Regions from separate parts of the Sus scrofa genome. Here region 1 is linked to region 2. A link is a contact called in public Hi-C data. All regions are on one chromosome and are shown on one strand. The core of a region is the stretch at or near the end of the contact, and the rest is flanking DNA. Distances in the headings are between cores, read along the strand shown.

The links. A called contact is a pair of places that touch in the nucleus more often than the background predicts.
Region 1: a contact with region 2 is called in a Hi-C map of liver, with 2.4 times the contacts expected there. The contact joins two enhancer-like sites. A contact is called at or near these places in 1 of 5 promoter capture datasets (fetal liver), 1 of 47 Hi-C or Micro-C datasets (liver) and 1 of 2 datasets of contacts at active chromatin or transcription factors (alveolar macrophages).

The regions. Positions count from the first base shown.
Region 1 is chr18:10,492,582-10,495,281 of Sscrofa11.1, forward strand. TTC26 (intraflagellar transport protein 56) reads right to left here. Exons shown (of 17, transcript XM_005657746.3): 7 at 2,496-2,667. Among named protein-coding and RNA genes, the nearest start is that of TTC26, 16 kb to the right of the region's middle. Within about 2 kb of position 1,395, at least 12 of the 83 cell types and tissues checked have an H3K27ac peak or open chromatin away from gene starts, as enhancers often do. A contact at or near this core is called in alveolar macrophages and liver, where this site is marked.
Region 2 is chr18:10,402,095-10,404,794 of Sscrofa11.1, forward strand. It overlaps UBN2 (ubinuclein-2), which reads right to left. Exons shown (of 16, transcript XM_021079092.1): 8 at 723-841; 9 at 1-62. Among named protein-coding and RNA genes, the nearest start is that of UBN2, 48 kb to the right of the region's middle. Within about 2 kb of position 1,352, at least 13 of the 83 cell types and tissues checked have an H3K27ac peak or open chromatin away from gene starts, as enhancers often do. A contact at or near this core is called in alveolar macrophages and liver, where this site is marked.

The DNA.
Region 1 (2,700 bases), core at 145-2,644, 91 kb after region 2:
CTAAAAAAAACCAACCCCACCTTTTTAGGGTACATTTGACATAGTCACCTACTTCTGGAGAACACTATGAAATCAATGTATAAACTGCATGGACACAATTTCAAGGGGAAAAGCATGCCTTTGGGAGATGGGAAGCGCGTTTGGTGTCCGGACTTGGACAGCGCTAGGCCCACAGCACGTTGCTAGCTGTGCCACCCACACCAGACTGTAGAAAGAACATGTGCAGACAAAATGTAAACATTTAATAGGCTGGACCTTATACTAAAACTAGCAAAGTCCCCAAGACTGACTCAAGGCAGAAAGGCAAGAATGCAGTTCTTTTATTTGTTCTAACCAAAAGGTGAAAACTCTAACAATACCAAACTGCAAATCCAGTTTATTATTAAACTGCTGAGGCTGGGAACTAGCCAATTCGGCAGACTCAAGGGATTCTAGTTGAAATGAGGATATCCAAGAATGTATTTTACATAATATGTAAAAGGATTGCTGCATTGCATTCGAAGCAATTTAACGGACAAGAATTTATTTTGCCACAACTGACCATCCTTATCCACAGGAGCCGGGGGCATGGGCGAAGGACAAGTGCTCCCTCTCCCGCCCCCTCCCCTGCCAACTGCTAAGCACTGGTTCACTCAGCAGGTGGCCCTCTGCCAGTGTGACGCTTGTGAGTAGTGCTCCTTGCTATTACATAGTCATATGTGATTCGATAGTGCAGTTAATTTTCTGGTTTCAGTTTCTTTCCTTCCTCTTCCTGCTCTAGGGTTATATGATGCCATTTAAACTGCTTTTGGGGCAAAGTGAGAGTTTAAATTTTTGACAAATGCACAAATTTTACATTTAAATTTTGGTGGCTTCTGACAACAACTAAAGTAATAGCCAAAGCAGTAAAGGCCAAGGGCCAGGGATCAAACCTGGGCACCAGCAGCCACCCAAGCTGTTGCAGTGACAATGCTGGATCCTCAACCCACTGCGCCACAGGAAATTTCCAAGCGTGGCTCCCTTGTAGGGCTAACATAAAAATTCTGTACATAAAGTTTATATAGATATGTAAACCTGAAGCTGTATGTGGATACAGTATAAAACATGCTATCGTTATGTTGATTTATACATCTGCTTCTATGTGTGTGTGAATGTGAGCGTGTATGCAGTTAAACAGAATGGGATTGTAACGTATGGCCTCCTATGCACTGCATTTCCCATAAAAAGAGAGATAAGAGAATTTATCCAAGGCTTGTCAGGGAAACCAAATAATGGATATGAAGCAGTCTGCGCAGGTAAGGAGTTAACCACTTTCTAAGCACGTATAAAATGTCCACCACTGCAGTCTCGTGGGGAAACCTTCAAGGAGACACTGAAGTGTGCTGAGCAGAGGAAGGCACTCGAGGAAATGGGACTGTTGATGCAAAGCTACAGTGGTGAGAAAGTGTGGGTGTGTGGAGCAACCTCAGTGGCGGGACTGGACAGAATAAGGCCAGCGGCAGGAGAGTTATTTCACGAACTGAGATAAGACAGAAGGAATGCCTGAACTAGAGCAGGGGCAGAGGAGAAGAGGGGCCAGATAAAAGAAAAGTCTGGGATGGAGAACTGCTAGGAACTGGTGGGTGATTAGATGGTGGATGAAGCAGAAGACGGTGATGGAGAGCCTACGTTTGGGGTTTTGTTTTTGTTTTCACTTTTACAGCCACACCTGCGGCATATGGAAGTTCCCAGGCCAGGGGTCAAATCAGAGCTTCAGCTGCAGCCTACGCCACAGCTACAGCAACACTGGATGAGAGCCACATCTGTGAGCTACACTGCAGCTTGAGGCAACTCAGGATCTTCAGCCCACTGAGCGAGGCCAGGGATCAAACCCACATCCTCACAGGGACTATGGCGGGTCCTTAACCCACTGAGCCACAATGGGAACTCCCACAAACATATTTTAGAGAAAGAAGTGAAAGCACTCGGTTTTAACATATTTAAGTTAATGTAAGGCACACATCTACAATATATTAGACACACAGAGGAAGGAGTTCCCATCGTAGCACAGCAGAAACGAATCCAACTAGGAACCATGAGGTTGTGGGTTCAATCCCTGGCCTCACTCAGTGAGTTAAGGATCTGGCATTGCTGTGAGCCGTGGTGTAGGTCGCAGACATGGCTCGGATCTGGTGTTGCTGTGGCTGTGGCCTAGACTGGCAGCTGTAGCTCAGATTCCACCCCTAGCCTGGGAACCTCCATATGATGTAGGTGTGGCCCTAAAAAGCAAAAGAAAAAGAAAAAAGAAAGAAAGAAAAAGAAAAAGAAAAAAAAACCAGAGAGAATTTGGAAGTGAACATTCTTTTTAGAATATCTGATAAATATAATTATTTATACAGTTAGGTTCTTATAAAATCATACTGGCTATAACAAAGGGATACTAATCAAAAGCAACAGATAGTAGAACTTCATGAATGACCCAGGAAACGCAGGGTAATTCACACTGGTATTACGCTAAAAGCAAGTTTCAACACTACCTCGGCTGCTTTGCCGTTGTAAAGGCGAAAATGATTGCAGGCCTTAAGGTTGAGTGCGATGGTACTATCAGGAATTTGCTGAAGATAAACAGCCAGAACTTCTTGAGACACATCGTAGTAATCCAACTTGTAGTAACACAGGGCCACATAAACGTTGAGGGCAAGGTACTCCCTGTCGGGGGAAAGAAGAAGTGTTGTCACACTA
Region 2 (2,700 bases), core at 102-2,601:
CTGGTTTCTCATCATCATCTTCCTCGGATCCATTTTTTTCTCGTTCTTCATCTGTTTGAAACCTAAAAATAAAAAACATTTTAGGGGAGTTCCCATCGTGGCTCAGTGGTAATGAACCCAACTAGTGTCCACGAGAACGCAGGTTCAATTCTTGGCCCCACTCAGTGGGTTAAGGATCCAGCGTTGCTGTGACCTGTGGTGTAGGTTGCAGACTTGGCTCGGATCCCGAGTTGCAAAGAAAAACATTTTATGAAGCCAAATTTTAATCCAACATTGCCTATATGCTCCACAGATAGCTGCTGAATTGCTCAACTGAATGTTAACTCAAAAGACAGGGTAAGTAATACTTTAAATTCAAAGGGCATTATAAAGTGCTCTGGTAAATGAAGTCTTCAAATCTAAAATAAAGGCATGAACACTTATATTTAGTTCAGAAAATATTTGTATCCAACTTCAAGCAGTCAAGTAGGTCAACGTGAAATGTCTGAGCAGTGTCAGCTCTGGCTGTGATCACACCCATTCAATGAATCAACAGACTTTTTGACTTTCACACCAAAGAGACTGAGTGGGAAGTGACTTGTCACTTAGAAAATATTCAATTATACCACTTCAGTGGCATATGTGGATTTCTACTTGGCAATGACGTCCACTTAAGACCAATTCCTAAGTGCCACAAGTATTTCTCAAATGCAAAATCCAGTACAAATCGAAGAGGTACATACTTGGCACACTTAGCTTGATTACGAGCCTGGCAGTCCTCCTGGTATTTAAATAGCTGTTCAGGCATGACATTGCTAACAGCCAGTTTCAGTTTTTGCAGAGGTTCTCTTAAACGATCATCCTGAGGGAGAGAAAAATAATGAAAGTTTTTTCAAACAAATTTACAAACCTTATTTGCAAGAAGATCCTCAAAAGATGAAATCTGGGTTTTAGACACTGATCACAGTTGAAACGGTAGCATATTTAAATACGGACATTTCTCCCACAACACTGACTTCTCATAATGCACACTGGATATAAAGTTAGGATAACCACACATCCCAGGCAGCCAAGAGGAATCCTAGTTTTTACCTGCTGCCTCAGCATAATTATTAATAATGCTAAATTACATTCTTAAAAATGCTCCATATTTGGCCAGTAAATTATATGGACATTTTAACATAATAAAATGCTTAAATAGAGAACAAAATCTACATTGTGCAAAGTACTACTAGTTAATCCTGTTATAATGGGGAACTAGTACCACAAAAAGAGATTCTGCTTTGGAAGACTGCAATGCACGATGTGGCTTGCCAACTACCCACAGGATGCCAGTATTCTGCTTTCTTGTTTATTGTTAGTAATTGTGACTTATGTTGCAAGCAGAAATTCAAGGTCAAGGCGAAAGTGAAAGAGGAAACTGGGACTCTTACTCATGTGGGTTCAGGGCAAAAAGAAAAGCAAGCAGAAGTTTGCATCTGACAGCTTTAAGCAATCAATTTATTATTTTCATCTTGCAAGTAACAAAATATATATGTAACTATCAAGAACATACTTTTTATTACTGGTATAGGTACAGAAATATTATAAGACTTCACTTTTCTTCACTGACATAACTGTTTAAAATGTGATTTTTGGTAAGGAAAGGATTTTTAGGAATGCAATTATGTTATGGTAGGTGTTTTACAAATTAAATCATCTTATTTTATTATTAACATCAATTTATTAATAAAAACACAATATAAATATTACTAATAAGCATTTTACCTATTTCATGCATACCAATTAATAAAGACTGTACATGTGACAGTGTCTGCAGTAAAATCCCATTTAAAGAAAAGCAAAACATCCAGTATCATGGTTTCTGGGTGATCTCATTTTAAGAATGACCGAGCTGAGACTATCTGTCTGAAAACAACCCGAATAGCCAACAGTGAAATGAATAAATTAACTGAGAAATAGTCATACAATGAAACACTGTACACAGAGCAGTAAAAATGGAGTTCCGCCACATATAAAGACAGATAAATCTGAGATACATAATGTTGAGTGTAAAAAAGCAAGCTGCAAAAGAAAACAGACAGTATTACTCCATTTATATGAAGCTCAAAGATGCATTAAAAAAAAAACCCAATATAATGTTTGGGGATACAAATACACACGATTATACAATATAAAGAAGAGCAAGGGTTAGATAAATGTCTTTCTTCCAAGAGAAAGAGACACCGAGAGACAAGAGAGACAAGAGACACTGTCCAGGCAGAAGTGCAAAATCTGAGACCTCAAATAAATTTCACTTGTTCATTAAACTGCTTTACTGAGAAAGAACTATAGTTTCTCAATAAAAACAGAATTGTTTATTAACAAAAGTATTATAGTACCTATAATAAAGAATTCTATGCCTGTCAGATGACACCCACCACTGAGGTCCAGGGCATGACACTTAGGCCCCTATGTGTACCATGGTGGGCCTTAAAGAGGCAGCTGGGAAGTGTGACTCTCATCCCCTGACCAGAAAAGTTCAGACTGACTGAAAATAATAATCAGATTTTTCACCCCCAAAATATGGATTCACATAAGACAGCTTAGTTAATTGCAGGTGGTTCTTCTCTAATACAAAACCTTGGAAATAGTAATCTTATCTGCAGAGGCACATAAAAGGGTAAAAGCGAGACAAGAGGAGGTAGAGAGAAACATAATTAACCCAGATTATCACTTCCT